4 separate regions of the Sus scrofa genome follow, and regions 2, 3 and 4 are each linked to region 1. The links are chromatin contacts, called in public HiChIP or PLAC-seq maps. All regions are on one chromosome and are shown on one strand. The core of a region is the stretch at or near the end of the contact, and the rest is flanking DNA. Distances in the headings are between cores, read along the strand shown. Region 1 overlaps DOCK4 (dedicator of cytokinesis protein 4). Region 2 overlaps DOCK4 (dedicator of cytokinesis protein 4). Region 3 overlaps DOCK4 (dedicator of cytokinesis protein 4). Region 4 overlaps DOCK4 (dedicator of cytokinesis protein 4).

Region 1 (6,274 bases), core at 753-3,252:
CTAATGATTGGAAAAGTCCATAACTGACCAAAAAAAGTAAACTAAAAATATATATAAATAAAGATATGTAAAAAATATATAGAATGAAGCAAGCTAGATATCCTTCAGTACATGAACAAAGGAATTAATTATTGTACATCCAGAAAACTAGAATACCATTCAGTGCTCAAAATAAATGAAAAGACATGGGGGAATCGCAATGCATAATCACCAAGTGAAAGGAGCCAATCTGAAAAGTCAACATACTATATGATTCCAACTATGTGACATTCTAGAAAGTACAAAACTACGGAGATAGTAAAAAAGATCAGTGGTTGCCAGGGGTTGGGAGAAGGAAAAGAGAAGACTAGGCAGAGCTCAGAGGACTTGTATAGGGCAGTATGCTATTATAACGATGAATACATGTCATTATACATTTGTCCAAACCCACAGAAGATACAAAACCAAGAGTGAACCCAATGGTAAACTGTGGATTCCGGGTAATGATGAAATTCAATGTAGGTTCATCCTTGGTTTAAAAAAAAAAAGGACCATTCTGGGGAGGGATGTTGATAATGTGTGGAGGCAGAGAGTGGACAGGAATTTCCTGTACTTTCTCAACTTTACTGTAAACTAAAACTGCTCTTTTCAGAAGTCAATTAAAAACATATCATTTGGGTTTAAAAAAAAAAAAAAAAGTCCATCCAGGAAAACATCCAGAAGGATATACACTAAGGGGTTAACAGTTAACGTCATCTGGGAGTTCCCGTCATGGCGCAGTGGTTGACAAATCTGACTAGGAACCACGAGGTTGCGGGCTCAATCCCTGACCTTGCTCCGTGGGTTGGGGATCCGGTATTGCCATGAGCTGTGGTGTAGGCCGGCAGCAACAGCTCCAATTAGACCCCTAGCCTGGGAACCTCCATATGCCGCAGGAGCGGCCCTAGAAAAGGCAAAAAGACAAAAAACATCTCATCTGGGTAATGAGAGTCTGCTGTTTTTATTTTATTTTTATCTGTATACTGCTTTTGTAATGAAGGGGATTTTAAGTTAAAACTTTGAGAAGAAATATTTTAACAGATATACAACTGGTATAGTTTAGCTTATTTTGAGTATAAATTAATATAGTTTTAGGAACGTTATTTCTTAAACTTTGTATATTTTCAAGGCCAGTGTCTCAGTAACAGGTAGGAATTTAAGCAGGGAATCCCTCTGGCTTTCTAGACTACTTGGTGTGATTTACAAAATTAAAAAAAATAATAAAAAGTAAATCTTTAAGAAAGACCTGATATGTTCAGAGATGGAGAACTGGGATATGACAAGATGTTCTTCCCAGCACACCTGCCCACCAACAGGAGTACCAAGAAACACAACAAACAGCCTCCGTAATTTGCTTCTCATGTTATGACTCCAAATGCCTTCTTTTATTACTACAAGATATTTCATTTAGACAGAAGAATGTATGTATGGTTTAAAGAACATTTATAAAGTGAACACGTCATATGCTTTCCTCAGAAAAAATGCTTAGGCAAAGTAGTGTTCTGGAACCCAGAGACACTGTCTCCCTTTTCCTTGGTCTTGTTCAGTGGTATCAGGGTTTGGAGGACAGCAAGCCATGCGTCACAGGGCCCCTCAGTAACCTGATTTCCTGTCTGGACCTCGTCTGTGGGGTTAGGAACATGCTGTGGTCTGCCATCCCCAGCCTGACTTGTGCTGTGTAGGCTGAACCACTACTTCCTTTTGGGACAGGAGGCTCGTGCAAACCCAGTCTGGACACTGTCTCGCTATTTCCAGGCTTCCTCCCCAGGAGCTGCATGCTCTGGTCTGGTATGCGCCATCTGTTCACAGGAGTCCTGCCCCTAGAGACAGGGCTTCTCCCCGTACCCACCCCCTGCCCCCGCCAAAGACAGCCTGGCTCTTGAGCACTTCTCAAAGCGTCTTAGGATTCTTGCTTGCTGTGCTCGTGGAGCTCAACTGGCAGTCAGGGACTGACCACTTCTGTGATGGAAGACGCGATGGCTGTGTTGTGCCTGTAGGGGGCACTGTAACCACAAGTCCTGGCTGCCTTCACTGGGGCCAATCTTGATGACCTGATCATTGCCATCTGTTCTTGTTCACTTTACTTCTCCCCCAGCCTGTGGGGGCCAAGACTGCAGCACCAAAGTCTCTCTGGTTCTGAGGTATGACACCTTGATAGCTTCTCACAGCTAAACTCTTATCACCCTTATTCAAGTACAAAAAACAACAACTAATAAAACATCACTTTGGATAGAAAAGTTATTTTAAGAACTTCCACCAATAAAACTGGTGTGTGTATATGTGTGTTGTGTGTATCTTAGTATTGGTGTGGGGAGGAAGTGGGAGGGGGCAGGAATTCTACCCATCAATTCAGTAAAGTACATAATCACCCTTTGGTCTCTATGAACCTTTTGATATAATATTTACCAAAGCTTTAGAATTGATTTTTTTTTTTTTTTTTTTTTTTTTTTTTTTGTCCAGTAGGAATCAAGGCCATATGCTAGGTATTGGGGTTAGAATTTTAATCTATTTCTGAGGAACTTAAATGGGGCAGGCAGAAATTACACAGAAAATCTCATTGCTTATCTTCTCTTGTCCTCTGAGGTTTTCCATGTGCATCCTTAACACATCACACAACTCTGGAGATTTTAAAAACAATTCAAGCAACCATCATTCATGAGGGCTTACTAAACGTCAGGCTGAGCACTTTGTATTTTCTTATTCAGATAATAATCCTATGAGGTGGGATATTGTAACCCAAAGAGCTTATGCGACTTGCTCAATGTCACAGTGTTGGTATGTGTCAGAGCTTGGACCTGAACCAAACTTTGTGGTCACACCTACTACACAACATAGTGGTTGTGACCACAATTGCTCTTCCACTATTGTTTTAACCAAGTTTTGAGTTTTGCTACATCAAATTTAAAATTGATTGATTATAGGTAACATACTAAATGTCAGGTATGGCTAAAAAAGATATCCCCACCCCCGCAACCCATGCCGACTTTCGTTTTCAAAAAATAGGGTATGTTTGTGGGAGATATCCTGGGAGAGAGAGTGGTCTGTGCAGCTGAAGTAGTTTCATTATTTTTAAAAATAATTAATTTTGGGGGCGTTCCCATCATGGCTCAGTGGTAATGAACCCAACCAGTATCCATGAAGATACGGGTTTGATCCCTGGCCTCACTCAGCAGGTTAAGGATCCCGCAGTGCCATGAGATGTGATGTAGGCTGCAGACAGGGTTCAGATCCCAAGTTGCTATGGCTGTGGCGAGGCCCGCAGCTGCAGCTCCAATTCAACCCAAGCCTCGGAACATCCATATGCTGCAGTTATAGTCCTAAAAAGACCAAAAAAAAAAAAAAAATCCATCTTTAAGAACATCCTAACATGTTTAGAGAAGCAGAATCAGATTATTAGAAGACATTCTTCTTAGCATACCTGCCTGTAACAAAAGTACCAATAAACACAATCGGCAGCCGAGGAGTCCTCCTGTGAAGTGACTTGTCTATGGCCTAGAATCATCTAGGGAGTGAAAGGGGTCACGTGATCTGGATGCCAAGGGGAGGAGGAGCAGTGAGGAAAAGAGGAGGCATGACAGCAGAGCCTGGGACCCCAACAGATGACTTAAGAGATCACCGGTTCATTCCCTCGAGGAGAGAGAAACTGCAGAACCTGCAGACAAGAAGTGAGGTTGCAGAGCAGCAAATAATAGAAATGGGTTCCAGAAGACAGGCCTGTAGGTAGGGGCAGGGGCAGGTGTCACAAGGGTTTAAACCCAAAAGCCTGTCCAGACTCTTAAGAGAAAATGCAAAGCTCACCAGCCAGGGAGTGAGGAAAAGTCAGCAAGAAATTCCTCAAATGTTCTTCCCGCAGGTGGGAGAAGGGTCTGTACGATAAGTATGACTTGGAACCAGGACACAGACCAGAGGAAACCAATGAGAATGAGCAGTCTCCCCCATGGGAAGGGCTAAGAGCCGTGAAGTCACAGAAACGAATGTGGTAAAGGACAGCCTGGCACCGCCTGTGCTTGAAGTGGAAATATCAGTACTTAAGGTTGTGGCTGGGTGTCTGAATACCTGTGAATCTTGAGCAAGGCAGGCTCAACATCAAAAACCTGCAGCTTTGCAACTCCCTCTGCAGAGAGTTGAGAGATAGTTTTGCTACCACAGCAAAATCCACTTAGACCCGTGAGCTGGATGGGTGGTTAGATATGGATCACTTGCATTCTGAGGAACAGTTTTAACTCAGCTGATTTGGTTTTGGCATAAGGATGATTTTCTTCCATCAAATCCAGTGCAGGCACGGAAAAGGGCAATATGGAGAGGAGAATAAAAGGCACCGTTCTCTCTTCTGGCGACAGACAGAGACACAGCTACAGTGTCCCTGGTGTCACGGCAGATGTATGATGACAGAGAGATGAGGGAACAATTAACTGAGCCATTCTTTGTAGGAGAGACAGGCAACAGGACCACAGCCTCTTGAGGCTGCTGCTGGACTGTGGGAACAAAACAATGTCATTGTCATAGCAAAGAACAATTCTCTGTGCCTGCTTTGATAGGCTGGGATCTGCACAAGTCATTTTAAAATGGCATGAAGTTAATTTACTACACATTAGAGAAGAGGGACATGAAAGCCAGCCCTCTGCTTTACTCAAGACCAAAATCAGATCTGACAGGAGAGATGTGCTCCTTCAGACTCTTAGGGAAGAATTAAAGCGCAGGCTTTGATGCAGCAGTGGCAGCCTCCATGGTCTTTGAGATTATATAGTATGTGGCTCACGGTCTACCTCTTTGCCCGGAATTAAAATCAGGTGGTACAAGGAGTTCCCTGCTGGCACAGTGGGTTAAGAATCTGCCACTGCTATTGCTGTGGCTTGGGTCTGATCCCTGGCCTGAGAACTTCCACATGCTATGGGTGTGGCCAATAAATAAAACAGAATAAAATAAAATAAAATAAAATCAGTTGGTATCAGGCCCTGGACTACTTTTTGACCAGTGTGTTAGGCACGTGAAAGAGATGCAATGAGCAGTCATAGACAGTCTTCCAGAAACGTGATATTTATAAGAGCTTGCAATAACAGAAGCTAGGTGTTGAGATAAATAAATGAGAAACTTAGTCACGTGTAAACTGGTACAGATATTTGTAGTATATTAATCAAATTAAGGGGTCTGTAACTTGCAGGAAGTAGAGAATTAAACTATAAAATACCGTAAGTTAGACAATCCAGGTGGAACGTGGTGTTACCAGTTAATCAAAACCAGATTGATTTTAACAGTTGGGGCAGCAAAATACCATCTTGAGATTCTTCCAATACGATAGTCATCCTTAATGTCATTATTAACACTTCATTAAATTCCTACTACTTGCCAGTCCTTTAATTTCACATGAAGAATGCAACAAGGAAATAAACCCGGACCCTGCCCATGAGAGTGTGACTCATCTGACCTCTGCACTCATCTGCGAATGTTGACTACAAAGCTGTGATAAAGGCCCCTGGATTCCAGCTCTGCCAGGGAAGAGAGAGAAAGCCTTGTGGGAACCAGGCTATCTGACTTCAGTCATGAAGAGTAAGAGGCTTGCCAGGCAGGCAAGGGAGAGAAAGACAGGTTATATGGAAGAAATAATACATACAAAAGCCCTGGGGGAGGGAAGAACACATATGAGGTTATGGAGATGAGGCATGGAAACGGAAAATGGAGTGAGGGATCCTGGATTGGATCCTCGAACAGAAAATGACAGGACTGGAAAAACTTGCGAAATCCAAATATGTTTCCTGTGAACAGTATTACACCAAGGTTAATTTCGTTTCAATAAATGTGCTATGGTTATGTAAGATGTTACCATAAGGAGAAGTTGGGTGAAGGGTATATGGAAATTTTCTGTACTATTTTTGCAACTCCTCTGTAAGTCTAAAATATCTTGACAAACAACTGTTTTAAAAAGTCCAGGAAATGCAACGAGGAAATAAACAATACGTAGACAAGAATACACAGACAGACAGCAATACGTAGTTTAGTATGGCTGAAGCATGTCATGTTTTTCAACACCAAAAAAAGCCTTAGGACTACCCTAAACATCTTAAGAAAAAACAAACAAACAAACAAACAAAAAACAAACAAACCTCAAGGTGACTGTGATACCTGTCTCTGGTTTAAATTTCCTAAATTAAAGTACTATCAAGGAGGTGGCACTGACTGGTCCTGAAACCAAGTGTCTATAATATGGGGGGGGGGCAGGGTGTGAGTGTTGGGAAGTCAAAAAAGCCTGAAGATTTCT
Region 2 (6,469 bases), core at 3,655-6,154, 160 kb after region 1:
GCAATCATTTTCAGAGAAGCCATTAATAGGTCAGAAAAAGATCAGAGAAAAGAATGACATTTTGTAATAATGAAAAAGTTTAATTTGCACCTGGCTGCAAATATTTTTTCAATAAAAACTTGAGAGTATGAAGGAAAGAACCTCGGGAGCTGTTTAAATGATACTGTATTATTATATGAGATGATTTGATATTGCTATGAAAATTATTCAAGCACTTTTCAAAAAGGCAAAAAAAAAATACTCTATATCCGAAGGCTATTTCAATTTATTTCTCAGAAGACATACTTTTAATTAAAACCTATAAAAAGGTCTATCTGGATAGACAGATCTCTACATATTTATATCTATATTTAGAGATCTATATCCTTAAGTATTTACATTATGTATGTACTCGTGCCATCAGCAGTGATAACACCAGATCCTCAACCCATAAGCCACCAGGGAACTCCTTTAACATCCCAATTCCAATATTCCTGTCAAAGAAAGTTCTATAAATACATGTTGCATTCAGTAGAATTTTAAGTTATCACTCAACATTCTTTCCTATGTCCCCTCTGATTCCCTTTTGGGGCATACAATGGACTACAGCTCTCCCTGCTAGATTTTTTTGAAATTCATAACAAGGTCATGTTCTTTCAGTGCTGGATCACCAGCCCTATGTTAGGTCAGACCTGTTCCCAAACTTATCAACTGGCCACCTGTATCTCCACATTCTGTCATAACGCCCTAGACCCATCCCTGCACTGTTACACAAAAAGCTCTGCTGCTTCCCACTCACCCAGGAGCAAGAATGGCTACAGTTTCCCCATAGCAGCAGCTGGACTACACACCCACCCCCTCCCTCCACTCCCTCTGAGATGTCCCTGCACTGATTTCACACTCCTCCTCAATCTTAATATTGAAAAAATTCATTCTTCCTCTCAACATTCTTATTTAACAGCTTTACAAGCTAAAGCCCAGTGAACTTGATGTAATTCATACCACATACAAAGTCATTTGTTTTAGAATCAATTGGCAGAACCTACCCCCATATGATGCCAATTTCTTGCCCTGCTTTCTATATCACCAAACCTAGAGGAGTCAAAAGGCCAAGAGAAAAGCCCGTTAAATGCTACAGCTTCCCCTGCCCATTGTTTATTTACTTCCATGATTGTTACTTCAAAGGACTTATATAGAAAGAGACTCAATTCTCTTAACCATTCAAAGCCCGGTGCTAATAAAAACTCTGATTCTTACTGACCAGCCATCATTCTGGAGAGGCAATGGCAAGCCATAAACCTCACTAATTATAGTACAATGTTTGGCTACATGCAAGACACATGCTATTTATAGCCTACTCCTCAGATCAAGTTCAAGGGTTTGAAGTTCAAGGGAAGGACAAGCAAGGTGCATAATTAGAGTTTACTGCTGCAGACCGTACCACAATGCAGGTAAAAACACCCTTGGTCATTTCATTTTTACGACTTAATCCGTATGCATACTTTTAAAGGGGTTTTTCTGTGAGGAAGAAAAAAAAAAAAAAAAGATTCCACTCATTTCCTTCCTATTCCGATCCCTATTTCTCAAACGTTCAAAAAGTAACTTTGCCCTGTCTCATGAAAGTTCCACCAGCTAGTGCAACCCAACAAGGCATCAGCCAGCTTAATTACAAAGTGTCACAAACATCCTAATAACAACAAAAAAAGGCCTTTTCCAAACATTTGATAATCCTCAACTTACACTATAAAATAGGAGATTTGTTTCCATGGCTTATCTAGAATTTTGTTCGTTTTTCCACTCGATGGTATGCATGCAATGACTAGATCTTGCAAAACCAGTTATATGTGTCAGAGCCTGTAGGGGAAAGGTCTGAGGGAAAGGCATCGAGGGCAAGATCATCAGCATCACACCCTGAGTCAATCCCTTGGGCTGGAATCTATCCCAAGCGCTTGGGTACTTAGGAGTAAAGAAAGACAAATCTCAAACCAAGACGGGAGCTGGTCCCAGAAGAGGGGGCACTGACTCCCGGAGGGGGGCCAGCAACAAACGTCCAAGAGCTCAGCCTCCAAGCTTCTGTACCTCCCTCTGTGTATGAAATTGCAAGAACCCCTCCGATGGGACCACTGAGCAAATTAAAGCATTCACAACAGGGAGGTTCAGAAAACAAGAACCTCCACTTCGGAGCTGGGTCACGAAATAATGACTCGCTTGGCATCTAGTTTGAGACCACAAAATCTTGACCTCAGATAAAAGTTATTTTAAAATTGCTTTCCAATTCCAAAATAACAAGATCTATTACATACCTTAGTAAATCTCCATCTGTCCCTACAACAACTGACCCCAATTTCTAGAGAAAACGACCTCCATTTTCCAAGTAATCCCAGCATTAAACCCCTGACCTTGTTGCCAAAATAACACAGAAGTCATAACTATACTGACTTCTAATGAAGAATGACAGAGCCCGGATGGTCTGCTTTTCTAAATGAGCCTCTGAACTTTGGAATTACTGACCCCTCCACCCCCCCAAATCTACAAGATAAAGAAATAAAAAATGATGTATTTTCCTTTTTTTTTTTTTAGGGAGAAAAAAAATTTTTCAGGTAACATTGGATTTACTTGCCTTCTCTCAAATCAAGCCTAAGTCATTCACTCCATTTTGAATTCACTTATCTACCATTTATTTAGCACTATATATACACACACACACACATATATAGCATTATATGTACTTACATACACACACACACATATATATAATGAGAAGTTAGATACACTTAATGTGTTTAATATAAAAAGAAAATATAAATTAAATATGAAGCAAAGGAAAATCAAGGTATAAAAGCAAGATAAAGGCAGGAATCGCCTGGAATCAAAAGTGTATCCCATGCATGACCATACACTGCAAAAGAGGTAACAGATGGAACTGAACTGTACCACTTAGCACAAAAGATGGAGCTGGCGCTAAGCTCTTCCTAAAGAAAGGCCATGAGGGAAATGTGATCGCTGACAAGAATCTTAGGATCCAGGAGAGAAAAACAAAGAGACATCGAAGGAGAAGCAGAGTGAGATCTGATACTAAGATCAGAGACAACTTTTCCCTTCCTATCTTGAGTTAAACTGTGGTCTGCTAGCGTAGGCTGGGAGGGAGAAGGGAGGCAGGTGGAAAAGGAATGAAGCAGGTGCGATCAGACAGATCTCAGCCGTTCAATGCTGCTGCTGCAGGAACAGCAGCTCTGGGTATTTTTACATAATTGGCCACTGTGCAAGAAGTAAGTGGGGTGGGGGGTGGCTTTATTTTAAACAGCAAATTGACAACCATTGATGGAGTTAGGTCCACAAGATGAGCCACGGAGGCACGGAGAATGGATTAGCATTTCTTTGCATGTGTATGATATGATATACGTAATGGCTTTACCTTAAAAATAAGGTAAGCTCTCCTAAAGTCTTGTTTGACCTCTCACTGGTGCATGCCCTAAAGCACATGGGACTGGAGCTGTGAGGCGCTGAGAGAGAAGAGAGGGGGTTCCGTCCAGAGGGAAGGGTCCACACAGTTCTTCACTCCCAGCATATGGTGAAAGGCTGCCATGCACCTGGGCCTGACTAAGTGGATTTACAAATAAGATTACATCAGTTTAACTGAATTCGTTTACAAATGTGTGCAAATGGCTTAAAAAGATTCCTGCAAAGAAAACATGGATTAAGGATGGCGCTAATAACATGAGCACGAGCAAGCAAACAGAATGGTAAAACTGACACTCCTATGGATTTACCTTAATCAGCCGTATGTTATAGGTAAAAATTGACGAGCTAATCAGATCTAAAAATAAGAGGGTGACAACAAATTCTGCAACCCAGGCTGAAATCATAAAGAAAACTGTGAAATATGGATTATATGCCCATTATCACCAATAATGAATTGTGTCCTAACTATACCTTGTTTCTAAGGTATAAGCTATGAAAACTAGATATCAGAACAAACTACTCAGAAAAAACTCATTAAACTACATACTTTAAAACAGATGCAGTTTTTTGTACATAAATTATATAAAGCTAATAAGGCCAAAGATAATAAAGCTCTTGGAAACTAACCTTCAAATGAAGCATATTTAATCACACTGCTCTCACTAAAATTCTATTTTTGTATATGATTAAAAGGGCTTTACAGTATTAATCAAAATTAAATAATCAAGTTTATTTTACCTTTATCTCATAACATGTGTTTTGGAGGCACTTTTACTATGTTAAATAAGAGCAGGCAGTACATGTCCATAACTTATAAACGAAAATACATATTTTGTAAGTGTAGACTCTGATTTTTTGTTACCAGACATGTTTCACTAATATAGAAGACACTGTCTGAATTACATGAAGCAGAAATGTTTGGAAAGTGTGTGGACAGGTCCTTGGAGAGAAAAGAAGGCCAGTAGCAGTGATAGCATCTTATCTTTGCATCTCCTCCCTCTTCTTATTCCTCTCTCTTCACTCTACCATGGACAATTGTTTTTTTTAGAATATATGGTCTAGGTAATTTTTAAAAATAAATCATTAAAACCTCTGTTATAAAGACTAGCAAGCACAGCCTCCTCTACTCCAGGAAGTTTCCAAAAGCAGTAAGTGACAACCGAATGTCACATGCCTAAATTATTTTCATAATATGAATTACCCACCCTAGCATAATTCACATTAAATTTCATTTGTGACCTTTCTTCTAAGCCACCCTGCTTGATTAGAATCTCTGGTATGTCTTTTCAGCCCTTTCAAATGCTTACAATCCTGAATGGGGCTTCCATAAACTAAATTTGTCACCTGCTCCCTGTTTCATTAACCCAATCAATCATGAACACACTGAATATGGAGTCCCTTGGGCAAAGGCCACATGTAACCAATTCTCAGAGCTTCAGTGAGGCAAGAGCCTTGATTACAGCCTTGTTTGCTGCATTATAAGGAACATAGACAGATCATGAGTAAGAAGACAGCAGACTAAGCAGGACAGAAGAAAGGCAGAGAAGAGGAAAAGAGAAAAGCCAGATCTGGAAGTGGGTTCTATGGGGCAATACTGACAAAGGTCAAAGGCTATTTCCTCTTCCTCTTCTTATCTCTCCAAGGATCACTCGGTCCTGGAAACTGGGAAGTGAGGGCAAAGAACTCCAGGCCAGAAAGGAACAAGGAAACAAGTTCTTTCCAAGTCACAGGTCAAAACGCTGAAGGAAAAGCTTGTTTGGTTAAAAGATTAAGCTCCACTCTGAGGACACCAGGGGTTTCCTAGTCTGATCTGGCCTAAATTCAGAAAATTCAGGTGTTCAATCTTGTTTCAACCACTCAGGACGTTCTGAGGCGAATGAAGTCACAATAATAGTTCTTGAATGCATGTAACAATTTCACATTCATAAAGTTTCACTGCATTTCAGAGTTTTTCACTTCAGTGAATATAAAATCATCACAGCACAACTAAGGAACCCATTCTTGTTCACGTATCAAATCAAGATGTGATGATAACAATCATCTTCCATTTACCTTTGTTTTCATTTAGCAGCAAAAGTGATAGCATCAGATATCATGATACAATTAATCAAAGAGAATTCTAGATATGCAGCTCTGACTAACCAATCCTATCGCCTCAAAGAGTTTCATAAAGGTAGCTGACTGAAGCAATAATTTTTCATTAATAATAAAAATTAAGATAAACATGGACACATCAAAAGAAAAAAATGATGAAAACCATGGGACCTGGAAGCTAATCAGCAGTTACAGACATGAGGATGTGGATGTTTTCCCGTGGCTGTACCTAAAATATTAAGAAATCCTCCCTTTCAGATACTGGCATTTACCAAACTCCCTACAGAGCTCTGTTCCAATAGAACCACTCACAACTACTGCTGTCAAAATCTACACAACTCAGAAGAAAGAGAATACATTTAAGAGCCAATGAAAATGTTTCTTGAAAATTAAGAATTTCTTTAACTTTCAAGAGAAACCCTTAGAAAAACTCTTGGTTACAACAGAAAGGAATTAAGATCATTTCCAAGGTAGGGGCTAAAAGGATCATCGCATTCAAATTAGGAACTTCACAGGCTTCGTGAACATCAAGTTCATGAAACGCATTTCACAGTTGCGCAGAGAGAAAACACATCTGCAAAGGGCTGCCAGCTTCAGCAGACAGCAGATTTCACTTTCAGCTCCTTCAAGGAGAGTTATGGAGAAAAGGAATAGATGAACCTCCTTGATTTTTAAGCCATTTAAAGGTCAAAAGCACAATCTAACTGGGAAAAAATGGCTTGAGTTCGTAAGATAAGGAGGTATCTGAGATGACTGTTAATACGCCCTCGAGCCCTACTTTACCACTCGTTCTCTTCTTGCATCCCTTCACTTCACACAAATGAACACTTTCCAAAATAAAAGGGAATGGATGGAGTTAAAAACTACTCACCTCTCCCCACCCATCGGCGTCTTTCCTACAAAGAGATGATCACACCTGGGTGCATTGACATTT
Region 3 (7,171 bases), core at 4,586-7,085, 130 kb after region 1:
TAATGACAAGTTAAGGCAAAACTCATAAAACGATAATAGCCAAATCAGGGAACCAGGATAAAAATGAACATTACTGACTCAGCACTGATCAATTATAAATGAACTTTTAAATCCCTCCTCGGGGTTTTCAGAGGGCATGAGTTCCCCTGGGGATCACGTCCTCTGTTCTTCGCCTCTTCCAATTTTATAAACTAATGAAGCAGTTGCTTCCCATGCCTTTCTCCTCACTGTAAATTTCAGCTAACTATGGATCCCAGATGTTTCCTAGAGTAACTGAAATCTGGGTTCGTGTTAGCGAATTGCTGCACCATTTAAAAGAAACTTTTAAAAATGAACCCCCACCCCAAACACATTTCCTTTTGTTCTCATTTTTTTTTCCATTTTCATCTTTCGTTTTTTTCAATTTTCAGATTAAACATCACTGTGCTTGGCTAGGGTTAAAAATCTTTGTCAATATTTGTCCTTCCCCCTCTACAACTGAACTTGCCCAACACATTTGATAAGTTTTCCAAACTGTCTTCAAAAACAGACAGCAGGTCTGGTGCAAGGGCCAAACCCAGTCCCTTGTTTCACAATATGTTAATTAGGAACAATCCATCTATTGCAATTCTTTGCTTTGAAGGGTAATTTTGCATTTGTTTTTATTTTTCTGAGCATCACTGGAGGTGAGTCAGCCTGTTGGTGAACTAAATCTGACAATGCGAATGCCCTTGGGGTCATGGACAAAGTGACTGCCTTTAATAGTCCAGCCAACACGGAGTGAAAAAACAAGTGCTCAAAGATGATAAGGTTCAAAAGAGAAAACAATTTTCCAACATCACAGACATTTTTAATTTTTTGACGATAATCTCCAATGCCCAAAAATAACCTCAATGTAAAAGTTAAATTGAAATTGCGATGAATTCTTCCACAAGTGTGGGTGAATTTAAGGATAATTCCCTTCACCAAAAAGAAAAATGAGGAGGCCAAACTCCTAAGCATCACCAAAAGAAGTGACATCTACAACAAAATTACATATAAGAAAATACAGCTACTTCTTCTTTTATTCACTACTATAATTAAAAGTATCTTGTTTTATAACTTCTGGTAACAGCCATATGTTAGTTATGCTTTATAAAGCATTGACGATTTACTATAAGATTTGCTATTAATAATAAATGTAGGCAGGAGTTCCCGTCGTGGCGCAGTGGAAACGCATCCGACTAGGAACCATGAGGTTGTGGGTTCAATCCCTGGCCTTGCTCAGTGGGTTAAGGATCCAGCGTTGCCGTGAGCTGTGGTGTAGGTCGCAGATGGGGCTCAGATCCTGCATTGCTATGGGTGTGGTGTAGGCCGGCAGCTACAGCTTCGATTAGACCCCTAGCCTGGGAACCTCCATGTGCCACGGGAGCGGCCCAAGAAATGGCAAAAAAATAAATAAATAATAATAATATATGTAGGTAAGTGTAGTGAATGCTGAAAGGTAAAAAGCTATAAATTCACCTATATAAACAAATAATTTAGCTATTTTTAAATACAAATGAAGGGATCAAAAAACTGACCATATGCTATCAAGACCCCATAAGAATATGCTTAAAAATCCTGACTTTATCAACTTCTTATAAAATTCCAATACAAAAATATAAACAAATAAATAATAAATAAATGTTCTTGCCATCTCTCCTATCTCTGGCTCTTATCATTGAGTGAAACATTGGCAAAAGATTAAGATATTTCTTCAAAGAGTTTTCAATCATTCAATTTTAAAGTCTTTTTGGGCACTAAACATTTGTGGTTTTTTGGGGTTTTTTTCAGCATCTTCAATTAATCCAGAGGAGCAGATCTGCCTACTAGAAAATGTAGTTTAAAAAAATTCTGCATTTTTCTTTGAGTTCTTTCTAAAAGCATGCACAGCCAGCAAGGTCAACTTTGTGTTTGTTTATGTAGGAGACTTTTGTAGGACGAAATTATTTCATGCCAGGAAATGCCAATTTAAAATTGGAACTACACAGTTAAAAATACCCAACGTTATAGGGAAAAAACTTTGCTACACTGTAGCTGAAGCTGCACCACAGAGAGATGTCTTGTTGCTCAATCGTCTCTTCCCCACCATCTACCCCAATCTGGACACAGTAAGCAAAAAGGACATCAAAACAGAGGAGTTAAAATGTGCCTATCCTTCCGTCCATCAAGCTACTATTTTTCTTTCTTTGCTATAACACTGAGCCTTTTTCAGCTCCTGATACATAAGTAGAAATAATAAATCATTCCGTCAGTTTCCCAAAGAGGAGTGAGGTCCTGCTGGAAGTCACATATGTCAAGCTACTTAGTGTGTGCGTGAGTCTCCAAGCCCCAAGGTGAAAAAGTTCAGCTTCCTATGATTCCCTAGCTATGGCAGGACCTTCTGGTTGTTAAAAACAAACCAACCAACCCATCTTAGTTTGAATCCCTGACGACCGTCATCGAGTCTGAAGTATGCACCTCCTGGCCACATGAAAATCAAATTTCGGATTTATGCTTGTTTTCGGGAAATGAGTAGATGTCAATCATTTCTTGAAAACCAGCCTTTGGCTTACATGATCAAAGCTTCAGTATTTCAAACCCGAGGACCTTACAAGATCACGTGAGACTGAAAAGAGGCTGAAAGTGATTTTGTTTTCCATGCCCAAGAGCCACTTGTAGCCTATGAGTAAAAGAAATTCAATGAATGAGCAAATGCTGGGCAAATAGAGGCAGGGAGCACAAAATAATGAGAAGGTATGGTAATTTCTGTTCATAAGAGCCTGGTGAGGTGAATATTATCTCTGGACATTAGGTCCTAGGACTTTAAGGTCTATAAAGCAGTGTAGTTTTATACATTTGGCATTGACTCGCTACAATCAAAAAAGAACATCTCACTCTCTTTCTGCCCTCTCCATTCCTGTCGTTCAACAGAATATTGTCACCGGTAAGATTCAACTTCAGGAACTCTGGGAGGACAGTTTTTGGCTTTACAGGTCCATACTTGATTCTCTAGCTGGACAGTGTTTACACAGCAGCATTTGCCTTTTTATTCCCAGTAATTTCCGGTGCTCCTTACCCTCCTCCCACTGAGGCAGTCACATTGTTATCATGGGGACAACAAAACAAAGGAGACGTGATCGGTCTTCCACTTCCCAAACAGGCGTGGCTCATTTCCTAGTCAACAGTTGTGAAATTCCAGGCTTCCATCCGCCAGGGCTTTCATTAACAAGGACTTGGCTTTACTGGGAGAAGTGTTTTCTAAATTCCTAAGGCGGTCCTTTAAATATCCAGACTACAATCTGGAGAACCCAAGAGTTTTGTTACAAACCCCAAAGCATGAAAGAGGCAGAATGGTTTCCCAAAATGGGAAAGAGAACATCTCTACCTATCTAGAAAGGGAGGGAAAGGCAAGTAGGGAAAGGAAGAGGTGAGCCAGAGGGTTGTATACAAGCACAGCACCTGCTTGGTGTCCTACTGGGGTGAGACCAGGAATGGGGAGAAAGGCTGAACAGATTCCCTGATGGAGTTTGGAAATTACGAAGTAAAAAAGGTCTGTGCTCCCTGCTCTGTGGTACTGCGAGCAGGACCTCAATAAGAAGAGCAGCCAAAAGAGAGTAGAAAGGGCAGCCGGGTACATTTCATGATGGTCTGAATAAGGCAACCTTCTTGCCTCCCCTCAAGACAGTCTCTCCCTCTCCAAAGGGCAGCAGAAGGCAACTGAGAACACAGAATCACCTTCCTGCCAGGTCTGCAAGGCTGCAGAGTCAAGAGCCCAGAGCCTGCACTGGATGGAGATGCCAGGCTGAGTCCTGAAGGGTCAATAGCACCAACTAGACCGAATGTGGAGGCCAGGTGAGGATGGGAAACGGCCCCTTACCATGTCCTACCCAGGCTGGGAGACAAACGCCAAGGGTACACAGAGGACAAGGGCTGATACCCAAAACTATCGTACTGTCTGTCCTCCCAATTATTTTGGTCCAGAAATCAGCCCTTTGGAATGAGACATGAAAGAGAATCATTAAACCACTCGAATGAGTATCATGAGCATTAGCGCATGGACTTGGGCAAATCTATTCTGTGTGTTCATAAAATTACTTGTTAGTTCTTGCTGTGTTTAGGGGAGGTGAGCCCCAGAGATGTGGGATGTTAAGACCAGGCACCTGTCCTCAAGCGGCCTACACCCAGGTGAAGAAAATGGGCAAATACACATCACAAATGAGTGGGGGAAAAAAAAAAAAATCAATCCTGTCAATCCTTTGACTAGCTTAGAAAAGGAAACAAGCAGTGCATGAATTTCATAGGTAGGTTTCCCACATAAACAGAGTGAAAACCCTAGGCTACCTGCAGTCCAGAAGGGAGTGTAACATCTTCAACAGGCAAGACTAATTCAACAGTTAGACCAATCCAACTCCTAGAGGCTGTCATCTGAAGCATTTTGTATCATCCACAAAGGATCTCATCATCATCTCCACAAATTCCCCCAAATCTACTCAGTAAGCTAAACTTCCTGCATCTTTTCATAGCTTTCTTAAAATCTATGTCTTTTAATTTACTTACTGCACCAGAGAGTTCTGGTCCAATAGTTCCTCAGACAATTCCCAAGCCATTCCTATCTGCCAAACATGACTATACACAAAAGGACCACAGTTCTTCCTTACCGGTGTCCTGCCGAGCACCTGCTAATTCCCTAGAGTCAGCTGGTCTTCACCACCTGCGGACTACAGGGCAGGCACGTGGGACAATCTCTAGAAAGCCCCACAGCATGCTAAGGGCATATGACCTCCTATTTTTATAAAATATGTATTTGACTATCTATGCTACTTAATGTCAAAATTGGAAGCTGAGAAAGACCACTAGCTATTGGCAGGGGCGCACTTTGCTTAGTGCCAGTCTGTACCGTGATGCTATGAGAAACCCTTAGAATAGAGTTTTACTTTTTTCTCTTCACATGCAACACTCCTCTGTCCCCACCTGGGTTTCCCCCAGAAGATGCTATGCTATGTGCTCAGCACATGAGAGTCACCGCCTCAGTAAATGATTATTAAAGATCCACCTACCACAAAACAAACAAAAAACCAAAAAAGATCTCCTAAAGACTGGGCACTGCTCCAGGTACTGAGCTAGAGCAGCCACAAACCTATCACGATGTCTCTTCTCACCAGCTCTCTGCCATAGGCACCTCCATTTGTATCTCATAGAGGAGGAAAGCTGAGTTTAGACAAGGGAAGTCATGTGCTTCAGGTCACAAAGCTTGAAAGAGTCCCAACCTCGGTTGGCAGATGGATGTCCCCGTTGGGCTTACTGCTGCTTGAGGGGAGGACAGGCATCACCTGGACTTCTGCACAGGTGCGTGCAAATCCCATGTCTGCCACTTCTTCACCAAGGGCCCTCAAGCAAGCTATTAATCTTGTCATGCCTCAGTTTCCTCAACCTGTACAGTGAAGAGATACCAGTATCTGCTCCACAGGGTTCTGGGTCCACGAAGAACAGGGCAGGCGTTCAGCACAGGGGCTGGCACACCTGCGCGGTCAGTATATTTAAGCTGTTACACGTTACAGTTGTTGCCTCTCCTACCTGGCAAGTAGTTCACATCAAAGAATGTTTACTTCCTGAATTTCCAACCTCTGAGATTTACTGGCTGTAATTTTCTATTAATAAACACTCAAAGCGAACGGCCCACAGATTGCCCCAGAAATAAAGTACAACTTCTATCAAAGGGAAGCCTTTTCTAAGAAGTCTTCTTGACAGGATTTCCAGAGTCATTCCAAGAAGCCGAGGGAGGGAGGCAGGCAGGAGGAAGTCAAAGCCGGGAAGCTGTGACACATACTTGGTGCCGAGTTCCTGCTGCAGATCACATGGCAAAGGCCTCTGTTTCCCACCTCAAGACTTGGCATTTACTGCTCAGTAAGAAAGTGAAACATTAGATAACATCAGGTCCTCTCAATCTGAGAACAGAGACCTTAGGCTCTTGCGCTTACTATCTTTAACATCAGTAGTGGTGAAGGCTTTTTTACACCTCCCCCCCCCTCCCCCGGACTTTGTCCTTGGAATCTCACCACTAGAATAGGAACGAGAGAGAGACAGGCACTCTGTGCCCCAGCCCCTGAATACTGGTAATACGTAACTGGTGTGCTGTTATTTCTGCAAGTGGAAAATCCACAAAAAACCCCTCAACTTGTCGATTCAGGATGTGCCTTTGAGGAATTAGCAAAAATAATTCTCAAAGACAGCCTTATCCTTTAATTTATATTCCAGCTCTCTTCATGTCATTACAAAGTAAAACTTTGATATTTAATGTTGCTAACGGCTAGCCAGGAGACCAAGTGATACCAGCACATGCAAGTGTTTCTTCCCCTTGATTTGACAGCCATGGCTGGCCAATAGCTTTCCTTCCTAAACCGCTTTGATTACGCCTTTCAGAGGCGAGAAAATGTTTATCATTTACATGCTGGTTCATCTTCAAGAAGGATTACTTATGTGCACATCTTTGAAAGACATAAGCGAGGATACAGTGCTTTCAATTTTCTAATATAATGACTTCATAAAAATAACCAACTTGCCTTAAACACTTAATGAGTATATAATCCACATGTTTCAAGAGACCTTTCTCAGCTTCCTGGCTTTATTTATCATCTAAATGCTGACTCCCAAACTGATCTATCTAGTTGAGATCTCTCCTTCGAACACTTTTTTTTTTTTTTTTTTTGGTCTTTTTAGGTCTGCACCCACAGCATATGGGAGTTCTATATAGGTCTATTTGCAGCTGCAGTTGCCAGCCAACGCCATAGCCACAGCAAAGCAGGATCCAAGCCAAATCTGCGACCTACACCGGATCCTTAACCCACTGAGTGAGGCCAGGGATCAAGCCCATGTCCTCATGGATACTAGTTGGGTTTGTTACTGCTGAGCCACAACAGGAACTCCTACAAGGAACTCAATCTCTCTTTCCCACACTCTCCGACACCACAATCCAAAACCTGTTCCGTGTCAGCCGACCATTTCAGGAAATGGTTTGCACCATTCCAGCTGCTCAGGCCCAAACCTGGGAGTCATCCTTGCCTCCCTACCCTTATATTCTTTAGCCAACCCATCAACAAATCCTGTCCTCTATTTGTAAAGTCTACCTCGAGTTCTGGCCACTTCTTAGGCTCTGCATCAATTCCTACCTGGTCAAACCACCATTGTCTCA
Region 4 (6,205 bases), core at 2,030-4,529, 180 kb after region 1:
AAAAAGAAAAAGCCTTTCAGTAATAAATCATTTATAAGCATTCTATAATGAATGGTGATACCATGTATTATATATTTTTTTCTTTTTACGGCCAAACCTGCAGCATATGAAAATTCCTCCTCTTCTTCTTCTTTTTTTTTTTTTTTTTTTTTTTTTTTTTTGCCTTTTGTCTTTTTAGGGCTGCACCAGTGGCATATGGAAGTTCCCAGGCTAGGGGTTGAATCGGAGCTGTTGCTGCCAGCCTACACCAGAGCCACAGCAATGCCAGATCCAAGCCACATCGGTGACCTACACCACAGCTCACGGCAACACCAGATCCTTAACCCACTGAGTAAGGCCAGGGATTGAACCTGCAACCTCGTGGTTCCTAGTCAGATTCGTTTCCACTGAGCCACCACAGGGAACTCCGATCTCTCCTCTATTTTTTAATTAAAAGATGCTGAATTAATTGGTACCTAACTCAGAGCGTTCCTTCAAACATACGAGAAATGCCCTCTGTTTCACATTCTACCCCATTTCTCTCAATATATACTGCTCCCACCTATATCTAAAACCACTAGAGCTGGTAGGTTTTCGAGCATGAAATAGTCTACAACTGCTCAGGACATCTTCCTATTAAGTCTCTCCCACTATGATTACTATGAGCAAAGGATTATGATTAACAGTTTTATCATCGGGGAGAAACTAGAGCTCCAAGCAGGGCACAGCATGACATGGTGATTCAGGGATAGTATATCTGAGAAGGCAAGATTGCTGCGGATTATCAAAGGAAAGAGACTGAAGAGTTTGTCAGATTATTAGCGAGAAAAAAATGCTGTCACATAGATCCACCGTCTTCCCCAAAGATGATATGGTCAAACAGCAGATACACGCTGCTGTCACTCGACTATGGCTACGTGAGCCACCTGAGAAGAGGCTATGGATGGTCCAGGGTGAGGATGAATGCAGGCGCTCACACATCATGCACCTGCTTTCCCGCAGACTCCAGGTCTCTGCTCTTAACTCCTGTCGTTACCATCGTTATATTATACAGCGTTATACAAGATGACTACCAGGCAAGAAGCGTGAAGTAAAGGAAAACACTTCCTAAAAATTATACAAATAAAAAAAACAAAACAAAACTGCACATGTACAAACTGAGGGACACTTGACTTATTTGCACTGTGTGTAGGCAGACACCCTAGAAAGTCTGCCTGTCTAAGGGTTCAGTGTGAGGCAATGGTTTTCTGTGGGAGTGTATTTACCCCAAAAACAAACACATGATCTCATGTAATCCTTGGGCCACTATGAGAATTACAGTATCCAGTATGAGAGCCATTAAAAATCCCATTGCATCCTGCTTGTAAGTTACATGACATGTGACACGGCCTTTTAAATTTTGGCCATTCTCAGCAGTAACGAACCCAACTAGTACCCATGAGGATGCGGGTTTGATCCCTGGCCTCACTCAGTGGGTTACGGATGCAGTGTTGCCATGAGCTGTGTGGTGTAGGTCGCAGACACAGCTCAGATCCTGCGTTGCTCTGGCTATGGTGTAGATTGGCAGCTACAGCTCTGATTCAACCCTTAGCCTGGGAACTTCAATATGCTGTGGGTGTGGCCCTAAAAAGACACAGAAAAAAAAAAAAAAAATTGGCCATAACACATTCAAGGGCACTGGCAAACCTCAGCAACCCCAGAGCTGAACGGAGACAGAGAGGGGTCTGGAGCCCTTGTCCCACAAAGTATGAAAGAAGGAACTGAAAACTTAAAGGCTACAAAGGAGAAAATACTTGAAGAGCTGAGAGAGAGATAAGCTTGGTTAAGTTAATTAATGTCTCTGCTTTAGTTTCCTAATTTGCAATACAAAAATCATAAGGCTGTTGTAAAGATTAAATAAATTAAGACAAATACAACAACAGTGCCTAGCGTGTCACTGATCTCAGCAAGTGCTGGCTCTCGTTAATAACATCTTCTTCATTATTTTCTAGAGCCTCCAGAGGGCAGAATAAGGAGCAATGGGGAAATGCTGAAGGAAAGTAAAAATGGAATATTAACTATAAATCCTACTTTCCTATTTTGGAGATCCCTGTGCTTCGTTTTAATGTAATCAAATTGCAGTTACTTCAGATTTAAACTCTTACACTTCTTTAGTTTTCTAACTTAAATTTCTATCAAAAGAACCAAATTTAGAGCAATTGCTTTAGTAAACATTATTTACATTTAAAAAAGAGTAAGTACTCTATCTTACATATTAGGTAAATATAGATCATTAAACACTTTTTAAAGTAGGATTTTCGGATAAAATAAGGGATGCCCAGCTAAACATGAATTTCAGGGGGAAAAAAAAGGAGTAAGTTTTTAGTATAAGAAGGTCCCCCAAATTGCATGGGAAATCTACTTTTGCTAAAAAATGTTTTCGTTGTTTACCTAAAATTAAAATTTAACTGGGTGTCCTGTATTTTTATTTGCTAAATCTGGCAACTTTACTTAAATGTGCACAAAACTCAAAGTAACTGAAAATGTTTTTTAAACAAAAAATTTAAAGATCCCTTTACATTTAGAAGGTTCACTAACATGGATAGGGAAATGCTATGTATCTGTTACTTTTTGTTTTAAACAACATTTCAGAAATTTTTCCTCCATGACACATCCTTCAGTCATATCTCAGATTTCCGGTGCCAGCTTAAACTGCTCAAGAGGAGGTTATGATCAGCCATGCACATTTGGCAACTTGTAGAACCATCACTTCCCATGTGGCTAAAGGAAGACAGACCTGGTGGGAGATTTTTGTTTTCATTTCTGTTAGGCACAGATAACACAAATCCTCTGCTCCAGGAATATTTACACAGCCAAAATATACAAATATTTGAAATGTCCATTGTCAAAGAACATTTTGCTCAAGCTCTACAAACAAGCCACCATCACCTGAATACTACACACTGGTAACAGGATGGAGACAGTAAGATACTTTGCTGTTTCAACAACATTTATATCTATGTCACTAAAAATTTATATTGTGCGATCTGTGGGATACGAGAAATGAAAAAGATTTAAGCTCCTGTTCTAGCTAGTGTTCAACAATATAAAAGACATTTTTAAAGAATAAAAATAACTGTGGAGGTCCATTACTGGAGGGTCTGCCAAGTGGTCCCTAGACCATGGATGAGAGGGCACCATCTGATGAGATAAGGGTAAAACCAGTAACAAAATTGCTGCGGTGTTAAAGGGAGTGGGGGTGCTGCTAAAAGCCTACGAAAGAAGAAGTGAAACAGGAAAAAGGAACCCCAAGTCAGAAGAATGCAAGTCCAGTGGATAATTCAAGGAAGCAGTGGGGTTGGAGGAGCCTGGCAGAATGCGGGCCGGCTGTGTTAACGTGACTCAGTTTCGGTATGACTGCTGCTTCTCAAAGTTATAGGGAACAAACAAGACAATCCTTGTGAAAATATTCTGCACATTACAAAGTCTTTAGGAGATGCTGGTCATTGAGGTCATGTATCAGGATGGCTTGAACCCAACACTCAAGTTGACGGCAGAGCCCTAAGAAGTCCAAGATGGAAAGCGCCAATGGGAGTTTTCCTTCTGTTCTGCAGAATGGACCAGGGAGACAAAGAACACGAAACAATGTTCTGCAAGTGGAACTCTTCTAGAGGGTCCCCTGGAAGGAATTCATTCTATCTTCATGGTCTTTGAGACTTTTTTTTTCAATCCCTTTTTTATTTGATGTATTTTATCAGCTACCTCAAATGTTTTCTAGACTGTATCGAGAAAACCAAAATGTTTGTCGCTCCAGTTTCTGACACAGTTCTCCTCACACAGCTGATGTTTAACACAGGTCTATTAAATTACAGGTTTATGTAATGCTTCTTCCCATTAAAGGACCAAAAAGGAAGATGGCAACGGGGAACTTGGGACTCAAGAATGAAAAGAGGGGAAACCACCCGAGGTGTCATAATGCACAAGCATCAAGACCCAAGGAGGCAGATCACAGGGTAATGTGGCACATGGCATCATGCTCAAGGGTACAGCCTCTACAGGGACACAGACTTGAGCTGGAGCCCTGCTCTGCTTCTTACAGCCACGTGACAAACTAGGCAGGCTGCTCATCCTTTCTGGGCCTCAGCATCCTCGTGCATCCAATGGTGTTGGAGGAACACTCTCTGCAGAGAGTTGTGGGAATTAAAGGAGATTCCTACCCATATAGAGTCCCTGTCACAGTGCCCAGCATGGAATACAGCCTCAATAAATGATAAAATACTGAAAACTGACAAACTTCCTTTAAAAAACCTATGTCATGACTAAGGTGAAACATCTATGCCAAGAGAACCATGCTTTGTGGGATCTCGAAAATAGGATATTTTACCCTGAAATTCCCCTAAATTGTAATGTCAGCAGAGAAAATAATAACCATCACCACACCCTGATCTGTGGGTCTGGAAGACTGAGAACATGCTAGGTAGGCATTCGTTATTCCACAGTGATGATGGGAACAAAACAATGGTTAGAAATAGGGGCAGTGGTTTCTGTGGTTAGAAAAACTACCTTTTTTTTTTTTTTATTTAAATCTCTACTGGGGGATGACAACATTGGAAAGCCCTCAGCAGGCTGGGATTTCCCATCAAATCAAACATCCTAATTGTAGTTTATTACAAAACAATTTTTTCTTACTCTAAGATGCTGAAAAAGCCTAAGGAGAATGTACTGCTAAGTTATACCCGTAGCTAACAGAGACAGTGAGGCACCTACAGAGAGTGGCAACTCCACCTCTCTCCTAATTAAATTATATTACATTTAATACATTTAAGGGTTTATTACGAAAGAGAGCAAGCGAGCGAGCACGTTAAGGGAGAGAAGGATACTAATCACCACATCCCTTACTGAGACATTTCATATCAAAACTACATGAGACGGGTAGTGCTTTTCTTGCGTTCAAAAAAATACATAATTTTGTAAACATGCTAAAATCCTATCCATGCGATTTAGTTAAAAATAAATTTTGAAGAAAATACGATTTATTGTAGAACATATTTAAATTTAAAAACACTATTACTTTTAATTCATTATGGAGATTGTGAATTTAAAGTCCATTGGGTCTGCTTTGTGAACAAATTAAGCATACTTGAAATTAGCACTAATTATAATTAGCACTGATTATATTCCCAATCAAATGTTCTAATTTTTATGATGTACTTTTTTCAGTAGGTTCTTAACACTAATTTTTTTGACAAAGTCTTTCTCTATTAATTGCACTAAAGTGAGTTTCAATACATCTAGGGCAAAATAATTAGGAATTAGCAGGATTTTATATTACTATGATTTGAAAGTAACTGACAATAATTTTATTTGATATTTGATTACATCACAATTTCTCAAGCTTTCATATTTATCATCTCCACTGGTTACATTCACAAAGTACCCAGAGACTAGGCAATTTGCCCCTGTTGTTCTGTAAGATTAGAATCTGAAAAGCTAGAGTTACTAGCATAGTGCATGACCCAGTTAGTGTAACAAAATGAATTAACCTCTGTTTCCTAGAGGTTTACCTTTACATACTGTGGTTAACCTCTTACTCCCAGAAGTCAAATTTCTGACAACATCAAGGATTCTTTTGAGAACAAATTGTATAGAGGAAAATAAAAGAAATTCACCAAGTATCCAAAGTAGCCATGAAAATGCTTCACTTCCCAGGAGAAGGCCTTAAGTCCACATCTAGAATTCATTTATCCTTACCTAAAACTGGGTTATCTGTGGTACAGAATGAGCAAGTTCAAAGTTAGGATTGTTGGCAGGGTTCTCAAAGGTACAAATAAAAACTGTACATAACAGAAAACCCTGTTGCAAACTCTTATCAATGACCCTGGTTATTATGATAAAGCAGATCGCTGTTTAGCAAACTCTTTCCTTCCTCACCTCCACGAAAGAGGTATTGTAACTCCCTGTGCTACTGATATTAGGCTCAGTCACTAACTGACCTACTTTGACCAATGAAATGGAATCAGATGTGATACAAGGAGACTTGAAACATGCTTGTGAAGTTATTTTGTATCTCTGCCATCACCATAAGAAAAATTTTCCTTGGTTGGATGCCCCTTCAGATTGGGCCCAAGACTAAACCCAATCCAAGTAAGATCAAAAGCTCAGGAAAGCCTGCAACATAGCTTACAATAACCCCAGCCAATCAGCATCCAGAGGAATGAGAATGAATGTAAATTATTTTTAAGCCACT

The links. HiChIP or PLAC-seq counts read pairs in DNA pulled down with a chosen protein or histone mark.
Region 2: an H3K27ac HiChIP or PLAC-seq map of alveolar macrophages shows a contact between it and region 1. The contact joins two enhancer-like sites. A contact is called at or near these places in 2 of 47 Hi-C or Micro-C datasets (embryonic fibroblasts and heart right ventricle) and 1 of 2 datasets of contacts at active chromatin or transcription factors (alveolar macrophages).
Region 3: an H3K27ac HiChIP or PLAC-seq map of alveolar macrophages shows a contact between it and region 1. The contact joins two enhancer-like sites. A contact is called at or near these places in 2 of 47 Hi-C or Micro-C datasets (both in liver) and 1 of 2 datasets of contacts at active chromatin or transcription factors (alveolar macrophages).
Region 4: an H3K27ac HiChIP or PLAC-seq map of alveolar macrophages shows a contact between it and region 1. The contact joins two enhancer-like sites. A contact is called at or near these places in 2 of 47 Hi-C or Micro-C datasets (embryonic fibroblasts and liver) and 1 of 2 datasets of contacts at active chromatin or transcription factors (alveolar macrophages).

Annotation. Positions count from the first base shown.
Region 1 is chr18:33,718,274-33,724,547 of Sscrofa11.1, reverse strand. The region is part of intron 16 of DOCK4 (dedicator of cytokinesis protein 4); the gene reads right to left. Among named protein-coding and RNA genes, the nearest start is that of IMMP2L, 290 kb to the left of the region's middle. Within about 2 kb of position 2,002, at least 14 of the 83 cell types and tissues checked have an H3K27ac peak or open chromatin away from gene starts, as enhancers often do. A contact at or near this core is called in alveolar macrophages and liver, where this site is marked.
Region 2 is chr18:33,559,941-33,566,409 of Sscrofa11.1, reverse strand. All of the region lies in intron 1 of DOCK4 (dedicator of cytokinesis protein 4), which reads right to left. Among named protein-coding and RNA genes, the nearest start is that of DOCK4, 140 kb to the right of the region's middle. Within about 2 kb of position 4,904, at least 8 of the 83 cell types and tissues checked have an H3K27ac peak or open chromatin away from gene starts, as enhancers often do. A contact at or near this core is called in alveolar macrophages, where this site is marked.
Region 3 is chr18:33,590,510-33,597,680 of Sscrofa11.1, reverse strand. All of the region lies in intron 1 of DOCK4 (dedicator of cytokinesis protein 4), which reads right to left. Among named protein-coding and RNA genes, the nearest start is that of DOCK4, 170 kb to the right of the region's middle. Within about 2 kb of position 5,835, at least 20 of the 83 cell types and tissues checked have an H3K27ac peak or open chromatin away from gene starts, as enhancers often do. A contact at or near this core is called in alveolar macrophages and liver, where this site is marked.
Region 4 is chr18:33,540,680-33,546,884 of Sscrofa11.1, reverse strand. All of the region lies in intron 1 of DOCK4 (dedicator of cytokinesis protein 4), which reads right to left. Among named protein-coding and RNA genes, the nearest start is that of DOCK4, 120 kb to the right of the region's middle. Within about 2 kb of position 3,279, at least 9 of the 83 cell types and tissues checked have an H3K27ac peak or open chromatin away from gene starts, as enhancers often do. A contact at or near this core is called in alveolar macrophages and liver, where this site is marked.